Linked DNA regions of Zea mays: region 2 is linked to region 1. The links are chromatin contacts, called in public Hi-C maps. All regions are on one chromosome and are shown on one strand. The core of a region is the stretch at or near the end of the contact, and the rest is flanking DNA. Distances in the headings are between cores, read along the strand shown.

What was found. Hi-C and Micro-C count contacts between places; a contact is called where the count stands out from the background.
Region 2: a Hi-C map of tassel shows a contact between it and region 1, with 4 times the contacts expected there. The contact joins the promoter of LOC109942973 here to the enhancer-like site in region 1. A contact is called at or near these places in 5 of 25 Hi-C or Micro-C datasets (ear, leaf and tassel).

What each region holds. Positions count from the first base shown.
Region 1 is chr10:67,668,746-67,673,939 of Zm-B73-REFERENCE-NAM-5.0, reverse strand. It overlaps LOC100382965, which reads right to left. Exons shown (of 11, transcript NM_001353406.1): 7 at 4,668-4,803; 8 at 4,309-4,557; 9 at 3,820-4,040; 10 at 2,759-3,719; 11 at 2,137-2,614. The coding sequence ends at 2,279. Among protein-coding and RNA genes, the nearest start is that of LOC100382965, 14 kb to the right of the region's middle. Within about 2 kb of position 1,954, at least 8 of the 20 cell types and tissues checked have an H3K27ac peak or open chromatin away from gene starts, as enhancers often do. A contact at or near this core is called in leaf and tassel, where this site is marked.
Region 2 is chr10:67,758,931-67,764,124 of Zm-B73-REFERENCE-NAM-5.0, reverse strand. LOC109942973 (ethanolamine-phosphate cytidylyltransferase) reads right to left here and starts at 3,165. Exons shown (of 10, transcript XM_020545589.1): 1 at 2,615-3,165; 2 at 1,030-1,433; 3 at 557-792; 4 at 239-396. The coding sequence starts at 1,400.

The sequences.
Region 1 (5,194 bases), core at 705-3,204:
TCAAAAGACGGACTCCGCCTCGCCCGACCCAGGGCTCGGACTCAGCCTCGACCTCGGAAGACGGACTCCGCCTCGCCCGACCCAGGGCTCGGACTCAGCCTCGACCTCGGAAGACGGACTCCGCCTCGCCCGACCCTCGGGCCCAGACTCGACCTCGACCTCGGAGGAGCCTCCGCCTCGCCCGACCTCGGGCTCGGACCCGCCACGTCACAGGGAAGGCCATCATTACCCTACCCCTAGCTAGCTCAGGCTACGGGGAACAAGACCGGCGTCCCATCTGGCTCGCCCCGGTAAACAAGTAATGATGGCATCCTGCGTGCTCCATGACGACGGTGGCTCTCAGCCCCTTACGGAAGCAAGGAGACATCAGCAAGGATCCGACAGCCCCGACAACTGTACTTCCATAAGGCTCAAGCACTCCTCCGACGGCCACGACATCACATGAACAGGGCGCCAAAACCTCTTCGGCTGCCACGACGGCATGTACTTAGGGCTCTAGCTCCTCTCTGCTAGACACGTTAGCACACTGCTACACCCCCCATTGTACACCTGGGCCCTCTCCTTACGCCTATAAAAGAAAGGTCCAGGGCTCTCGTACGAGAAGGTTGGCCGCGCGGGAGAACGGGCTGGCGGACAGTCTCTCTCTCTCCCACGCGGACGCTTGTAACCCCCTACTGCAAGCGCACCCGACCTAGGCGCGGGGCAACACGAAGGCCGCGGGTTTCCCCTTTTGCTGTTTCTCCCCCCTTCGTGCTCCGTCTCGCGCCGACCCATCTGGGCTGGGACACGCGGCGACAATTTACTCGTCGGTCCAGGGACCCCCGGGGTCGAAACGCCGACAGTTAGGAACACCAACAACAAGTAACACCAATTAAACTGCACTAGATATTAATACAAATCTCTTCATTGAATTGTTGCATTTTTCTTCTCCATGTTAGTTTCATGAGTTGCTTCCACTTTGCACTCTACATGTAACACCAATTCATACATGTTTAGTTTACATGGTTACACAATGAATCCACAATCATTATTTGGAAGTAGCCTAGAGGAGGGTGAATAGGCTAAACCTGAAAATTATCACCACACCACTGGGTTCGAATTTGTTCTTGTCTTTTTTCCGTCATAAAACCCAACAAATTATGATGGTGTTTGGTTAGACAAAATCTAACACGATCCAGTTACGCCCGTGAATTGATACTCATACAACTGTTTATTTGGGTGCCATCTATAATGAGATACCCTGTAATCAAATACTGTTGCGTTCATTTTCAATCCTCCAATCCACTAGTGTTATCGCTGATACCACTCCCAAGTGATAACTAATATCTTTACAACATCCAACCAAACAAATGGCGTAACGAGTGATTTCAGTTCTAATCCTCTATGACTTGTTTCCATTACCTTTACGTTACTTAAGACCTTGTTTGAATACTCTCGAATTCACCTCAATCCACATGTGTTGAGGTAGATTAAGGCCTTGTTCAGTTATTCCAATTTCATGTGGATTGAAGTGTACTAAAATGGATTGAGATGGTTTTTGTCTTGCTATGTATTTAAACATCACTCAATCCACATGGATTAACGATGGCTTGTTCGTTTCACCATTATCCATGTGGATTATGTGGTATTGAATCGGTTTAAATTCATAGTTGGTCAAAATTCATCTCAATATATTTCAATACACTTCAATCCACATGAAATTGGAACAACTAAACAAGGCCTAAAGTGTAATTTAGTTTGAGTTATACTCTAATCTACCTTAATACATGTGGATTGAGGTGAATATTATACAAGAGTATTGGAAACCAAACACCCTATATAAGTCAAGGTACAAACGATGTGTGCACCAAACAAAAGGCACATCACTTCATGATCCGAGTATGTGGGAACGGAAGGTTCGAATTTATTCCTGGCAAGTGCTCGCATCGCATCTCTTCCCTCAATTCACATGCAGGGATCATATTCGAGAGCGACATGAAGCATTTCAAAAACCGCATGTGCCGCACATGGCAACCACATCAATACACAGCTCAAGCAAGAACACCACCAATCCCCAGCAAACATGGCAGGGACTTCCTGGTTTCCTTCAGCCGCGCAAATCCAGCAGAAATTTCAGACGGCAATATATAAAAACGCTTTCAGGAAAAAAAATATATTTTCAAGTTAAATAAATGAGCTTAGTGGTACGCCCGGGTTCCGCCATCCAACACCAGTACGAAGTTCCTACAGACAACACAACCCAACCCACACATCCTGATCCGACGATCACCACCCTTATTTATGACGTGTACTCGAAGGCCGGGGGCGGCTGGGGCTCGTCGTCGACAGCCATGCCAACCGGCTCGCCGGCGCTGGATGCCGGGGTGCTTGTCGTGGCAGCGGTTGACGGCGCGTCGGTTAGGGCGAGCTCCTCGGCCTCCGTGGGCTCGAGGTCCTGCAGGAGGACGAACCCCGAGGGGGCAGCCTTCACCGGCTTGTACCTGCTGTCTTCCAGGAACTTTATGAACTTCTCCTGGGCTGGAACGACCCGGGCCGGGTTCGTCAGGATCTGGAACGTAGGCTCTGGCTCCGGGGCCTTCTCTGCAGCAGCACCAGCAGCAGAAGCGCCGTCCACCTGACGTCACAGAAAAAAAAAACCAATTGCCAGGGTACCGTACCGATCAGTTTGATGCAACCCAAAGCAAGCAGGTTATTCAGCTTGGGACGCAAACCAAGGCAACCAGTTAACACAGCTTTGTAAACTAATGGCAATGCTCACCTGCATCGAAGTAGAAGCACTGGAAGAGTCCTCTGCTTTCGCCTTGGCCTTGCTCTCTGCGTCCTTCCTTGCCCTGGATTTGGACTTGGCATAGGTCGACAGGATGGCCGCCGGCACCTTGACTGACGTGGCTGTGGTCTGCTGGGTCACTGGCTTGGGGTAATCGAACAGCGACGGCTTCGCGTTCGACAGGAACTCAAACTTGGGCACTTTCAGGTCGGAGTTGAGGCCGATGAGGGCCGTCGGGGAGAAGGCCAGGCTTATGAAGTAGGTGAGCGGGTACCAGTACCAGAACTGGGTGAAGACGGCTAGCCCGACAACAGCGGTGAGCCTGTCGTGCTTTGACCTCGACTTGAGCTTGATGGTGACATTCCTGCCACCGGCGTCGAGGATGCCTGAAGCCAGTATGGCGCCCATCTTGCTCATGGCATCCTCGTGCTTGTCGAGGATTATCTTTTCCAACTGGCGCCTGAATGCTCCAACGCGTGGATCGTAGGACTCGTTGGTCTGGATCATCACCATTGCCATGGCGATGAGCGCGCCCTGCCGTACAAAGTCGACGACGTCTGATGTCAGAGGCTCCAGTAAGGAGATGGCTTCACTTAATCCTGTTCCGGCGCAGGAGATCCCGACAGCTAGAGCTGCACCGTAACGGACATGTGGATTGTATGATTCCGACAGTAGGGACACGATTCTGGGTGTCTGTTCAGGCTCGTTGTAGAGAACGAAGCCGAGAGCCAACACAGCGGTCCTCCGCACGTCATCGCTCACGTCCGACACCGCAAAATGCAGAAGCTGGTGGATAGCTTTGTTATTTGCAGTCCCTCTGTATGCTAGAGCCAATGCATACATGCCACCATAACGAAGTATGGGATCTTGATCTCTAGTCATTTGTTCAATCAATGTGTCAGCTTCTTCTTCCCTGCCATACACTGTCAATGCAATTCCAAGTGACAAACCCCTGGAGGTAGGAAAGGAGTCAGAACAGGAGCATCTTTACCACAAGAAAATCATGTACAGAGTAGTAATTACATTAACTTGTTTATCAAAAGACATCCTACCTGATAATTTTCTCGTGTTGGGTATCATGAGCATAAGCAAGCATCTCTGTGGCCTTTTCACTGGCCGTGCCAACCATGAGCAAACCCATGCCAATACCCGCTGCTTCACCGGCCACAGCACTATCTGTGTACAGAATATTCTTGATGTCCTCGCATATTTCCTCGTCTGATGTACCTAATGCTGCAAGCCCGAGTCCCAGACAAGCACCATGCTGGACCACCTGTATTGTTCCAAGTTAGCATCCAATTGTGTGAAAGAAAGGAAACATATGTATGGTTGCTACGGCGCATGTATATAAGAAACAAAAAAAAAATCTTTCCCACTGCAGACATTTGCCTCATTCCCACATTTCCCCCACATGCAGGCTACTATAAGATTGCAGCAATATTGTACTCAAGAACATAAACTACATCAAGATGTATACTGTAGTCACTCATGAAAGGATTGTTACCAACCAAAAATTTGGGAATGTGGCCCTGGAATAATACCTCAGAAGTGGTGTTGCGAAGACTCTCACGAAGGAACTCTTTGATTCCTTCACCATGGTTGGCATGAATCAAACCAAGAGCATAGAGGGCACCTCCTTCCGAGTATGGGCTACCACTACCACCAGCACCATTCTGAGGCAGGTAGGGAGCCATCAATGCACGGCCTTGTTGAAGATGTCCTCTGTGAATGACACCTAGTCCAGCAGTGGCACTGAACTTGGCCCAGTTGGTTGCCCTACCTAGCCATTCCTGTAATACAGACCAATATGTGAGAATAAGCATACCAACCATAGCAAACTATCAAAATCAAAGATGCTAAGCATTCAATAACATCAAACACATTGTGAAACAGATCATACCAAGTTTTCTCTGAGGAAGGTATCAACTGTTGTCCCTGCATGCATGATTGCATTGGAGCATATTGCTGCGCTGTGACAGACACTGTTCCTCATTTCCACGGCTTGCTTTATAGTCTTCAAAATTTGAAGATCAGATCTGTTAAAAGAACAAAAAACTAAGACACGATACTAAAACAGCAGCCAGCTGTTACAATTCAGTGAGATAATATTGTTAGATGTGTCCTCGGACCCAGTCAAGTGACCGAGTCAAGATCAACCACGCGCCCTGACCAGGGGTTATAACCCTCCCGATGGTTGTGGCTCCTAATCACAGGCGCTATATATATATATATATATATATATATATATATATATATATATATATATATATATATATATATGTGATGTACGGAAATACGTACACACGTCGGCACAGGGCACGCGACGTGCGGCGCGCGGCTGAGCGCGCAGGCAGCGCCTGATCCAGCAGGCAGCCAGGCCTAGCGGCTAGATCTGGAAAGAATAAAAGTGATTGATGGCCTTCCTAT
Region 2 (5,194 bases), core at 1,916-4,415, 89 kb before region 1:
TTTCTAGAATCCCTAATTAGAGCAATAAGGCCTTAGTTAGTTAGCTACGAATATTGTACCATGTCATTTTTATAAATGCCTTAAAAGATTGATCGAGTTAAGGTCACTAAATGTCATTCACATTTCCTTTATGAAAATCTGGGGGTAGATGTGGGCAATGTGGCCTCCATTCTTCATAAAAGGTTACAAATATGTAACAGTGATAATGCTAAGTGGTCTTAACCTTCAGAGCTCATACCTGCCCATTTGAAAACTGCATGATCCGGCGAGAAGTTGGAAGGAAATGAGATAGCTGACTTTTCACTTCATCATTTGATTTCTCTCCAGACTTCTCAGCAACGACAACACTTAAATCAGTGTCAGCATCTTTCTGCCTGAATGTTAGCAATATCCTCCCTATGCACAGAAGGGTATCATATGTGTGTAAGATTGCAAAAGACAATATTTTGAATAAGTTTGAAAAGCCTTTTAAAGTAATGCATTATATGCTTAATAGTGAATAATATATTCAGGAGAAACTATCATCCAAAACAACATTGAGGATATTGAGCCTTACCAACTATGTCAGTGCTCGAGACACCTTCTGTTCGCTTGATTTGCTTGTAACGCCCGACCTTCTTCGCTAGCGCATATGCATCAGTGCCATCAGGTAGAAGACAAGGATCATCTCCATGAATAATGTAATCAATGCTGTACTTGTTGAAGAGAGTATTCATGAATTCTTCTGTTATCTCATAGGGTGCATTGGGAACGACCTCATCGACCCACTTGAGACCACTAACAAGAGTCAACCTAAAAATAGCAAAAATATAAACACAGTTAATATGGTGCATTTTAAGGTATGAAAACCAAAAAGTTTATATCATTATGAAAATGTACTCAGATACATATGAGACCATATCAAAATATGTTGATGAACCAGCTGTTCGATCAGTTTGCCGCAATACTGCTAGCATGGACGGTTTTTTTTTGGGGGGGGGGGGGGAGATAGCGTGTTTTACAGAATTAAAAAAACAAATTCTTGCATACCTCTCTTCCATAGAAAGGACAGGTGGACCTTTGTTTGCCACAATCTCCTCATCACTAACCACTCCAACTACAAGCTGATCGCCCAGCAATTTGGCCTGCCGCAATGCATTTGCATGGCCGTAGTGCATGAGATCAAAGCATCCATCCATGTACACTCTCACAGGCCTTTTGCGTTCCCTCTTCTTTGGAACTTGTCCTAGATACGGCCAGAAATATGGAGCAAATGGGGCACCAATTCCCCCAAAGTAGCCCGTGGATAACATAAGAATGGTAAGAGTGATGAGAACTCCTCCAATTCCAAACAACTGTGAATAGTATCCGCTGTTCCAGAGCCCCTGGTGGCTCTCAAACGCTAGTAATCCGATCGCCATCTTCAAGGTGGAAGTATAATCCTGGTAATGCTCCTGTCAAAAAGTAGAATATCAAAATGAGACTCCAGAGACTTAGGTATTCTGTGACAATGAAAACCATTACATATGAAGTAAAGCAGTACAAAACAAGTCATTTTCCATCATTTGGAGGAACCAATAGCGTTTGCAGCTTGATTACTGTCATTTTTAAAAACATAGAAAGTGACTCCGAAAAGAAAGAAGAAAAGCGTGCCTTTCTGAATACTTATTATTTATAACCTACGGTTGGAAGGATCGCAGACATATAACCAGAAAAATTAGATGCATAGCAAACGTGCTTAACGATCACATCACGTTGACCAAATCCTAACCACCAGATATTTCAGAAAGTCCCGGGGGGGGGGGGGGGGGGGGGGGGGTATTTTTTGTGCAACGGGGAGATCGCGGAGAATTTGGAAAGAACTCGAATTGCTTTTACAAGAAGACACGGAACGACTGACGGGGCTGTACAAACATGCTGCTACCATGAGATTTGTTCATGATGAGATTCTACCTTCTTTCTCAGCAAGAAACACAGCTCATTTGTGATTTGTTCATTCCAGAAAGGAGGCGGCAACTCTGAGTACGGTTGAGCAAGCTCCTCTAATTTCGCAGCAGTGCTAATAAAAAAAGAATACAGCGAGCAAGCGAATTCAGAAACGAATCCGTTTCCAGCACCCTGTCCTGACAGCAACCAGAGAATCAAACATGCCCGGGAGAGAATCTGATTCCCATCGCAATTCGCGACCACCACGTTTCAAGTTGAGCACTGCGGCCAGCTAAACAGACAGGTAGAATCTATCGAGATTCGACCTTCCAGTAGGCGCAGGAGGGACGGGAGGAAGGTAAGGTTGGAGGTAGCAAAATGCATCAGCTCCAATCCACACTCCAATCGCCCGGAATCCCCGGTTACATCACCGCCAAGAGCGGGCGCACCAAAACGCGATCTCCCCGCCGGCCGTGATCCCATTCCATCGTCGCTCACGTGAATCGACACACAAATGACAGCCGGAAAGAGAGAGAGAGAGGGAGAATTTTCTTTTCGTGAACGACAAGTTGGCAGCGGCATGGCGTAGATCAAATGGGATCGCAACAGGAACCAAAGTAAGAGAAGAAGAAGAAGAAGAAAAACAGGGATCTTCCCACGCTGCATTCGACGAGCGCGCAGGCTGAGGGAAGAAGGGCGGGAGACGCACCGGGACGGAGGCGGCGAGCGGCGGACGGCGGGCGCGGATCTCGCGTCGAAACCAGGGCTCGGCGCGAGATCTGCCGCGGGAGGCGGCGAGGTTCCACCAGCTCGTGGCGCGCGCGCGCGCGTCTCGCTGCTCTTGTTTTGGGAGGAGAGGAGAGGAGAGGGGGAGAGGCTGGACGGAGGAGAGGGGCGGGCAGATGAGAGGTGTGTCGCTCGCTCGCCGTCTGCTTCTGGTGCCCGCCCCGCTCCCGCGTGGTGTGGTGTGGTGTGGCCTCGCCAATTGGGGCTGGTGGAAGCGTGGGTAGCTTCACGTCCACCAACCAAACTGCCCCGGGCCCACACGGCTGGAAGTACCTGACGGGAAAGAAAACACCGCATCAATGAAAATACGACAGTTTGCCACCCAGTGATGACAAGGCATTAGCTTAATCCCCTCCTCTTATTTCCGTTTTGACGCGATAACAATGTGAAACACTCATTCATCCATGGCACTAAACTCGGTTCCAATTTTAACCCAATCCTAGTTTCAAGTTTCTAGGAAGACAGGATGTATGTATTGACTCTTAGCGCTCTCTCTCTCTTTATACTAAAAATTAGCAGCTAGAATTACTATTAGTGGACTCAAGTAGACCTAATAATAAACATGCCAATTAGTATTAGATATTGTTAGGCATAGCTAGGTCCGCAAAAAAATTTGAAGCTTGCGAGCCGGCTCGTGAGCCTCGAGCGAGCCGAGCTGAGCTAGGTTTTCAAGCTCGTTGAGGAAACGAGCTGAGCCGCTCTGACTCGTGAGCCGGCTCGCGAGCTGCACAAAAATAATCAACCTACACAATAATAATGAATAATAGATAATTTTATAGATATATGACTCGTTTCTTAATTTTTAATGATGCATATATAACAATTATAATTTAAATTATTTTTAATATCGTGTTGGCTCACGAGCTGCATAAAAATAATCAACCTACACAATAATAATGGATATTGGATAATTTTATAGATATCTGACTCGTTTCTAGTCTTTAAAAATGTATATATAACAATTATAATTTAAATTACTTGTAATGTCATGTTATAATTATTTATTTCATATTTATAGATAATTAATTCACTATATAATGTAATATGAGTTTTAAGGTGCAACTCGCGAACCGAGCTGAACCTCTTTTTACAGCTCTGTGAGTAGACGAGTCGAGTCGGGCTCAGCCACTACTAAACAAGCCACACCGAGCCGAGCCGAGCTCGGCTAGCATAGCCTACGACGAAACTCTAATGTTCTAGTGATTCTAGTAGGCACCAAACCTTTGACCATTAAAATGGCGACGGGAAGTTCGAGTTTATTCGTTGAAAAGCTTTAACGTGGAAAATATAAGGAAAGAGTGCGCGCCTGACTGTTTAGAAAATGCTAGCCAGATCGACGCCTTGCACTTGCAGTGTCAAATAACTCGTGCGTTTGCGTCAGAAGATGCACAGTTCTTCAAGAGGGAAATATACTTTGTGATTTTAAAACTAAATATAGTTCGAAAACAAAACGAGAAAAAAAAACGGAACCGGTGCTTGAAACCGCGTACTATGAACGTTGAACGATGTCGTATTAATAAATTAATGAATTAATTAATTAGGGAGGAGACTAGTGATTCCAAGCTTTTGTAGGGGTGAACGTGTGAAAAGCGGCACGCGATTTTCGCGAGGCGCCTGGGGCGAAGGGTCCCCCACCTACGGCCAGACCCAGACTTGCCGGTCGCGTACGTGTGCCGCAGGCCCCGTCGGACGATGCGGACTGTCGCGTGGGCCCGACGGCACGCGCCCCCAGGGAGCGGGGAGCCGCAGCGGGGCGGTAGCGGTAGGTCCCAGCGGTGTCTCGCGGTCGCGGCTATTTCCTTTGACCCCCACCCGAATACCCATATTTTTAAAGCAAACTCGTCTGATGAAAAACGGACGAAAAATAAAAACTCTTCGGGCTAGTTTGGGAACCTATTTTTTCACGGGATTTTTATTTTTTTAAGAGAAATTATTTCATTTTCCCTTCAGAAAATAAAAATCTCTTGAAATAATGTAGTTCTGAAACTAGCTCTTCTCATATTTTTTATCCCTACAATTTATCGTCAGAACACAGGAGTAGAAGTTCAACGACCACGGGCAAAAACGGGTACTACGGGTTTACGAAAACAAACTAATACGACCGAAAATAAACGAAAATTATCTCAACGGAAATCCAAACTGTATCAGTGTACAAGTACGAAATTACAACATCAAGTAATAATTGCTAAAAAAATCATAGCCGCATCCCACGTTCTACCAACTGCAGCCTGCAGGTTTTTTCGACACTCACACGGTGTTATATCCGCAGTCCAAAATTGAAGTTAACAGTCCACTAAATAGCAAGGAAGCAACAAACAAGTCCATATGCATGATTGCATGACCCACATAGCCACTAAACAGCAGGAAAATAAGTCTGTATGAGTACATGACCACGTAGTATAAATGTCCAAATTTCTTACACCTAGCCCATATGAATTCAGTTTAGAGTAATAGTCATACTGACACACACATACAGACGTAATAAAAGTTTTTTTCAATATCT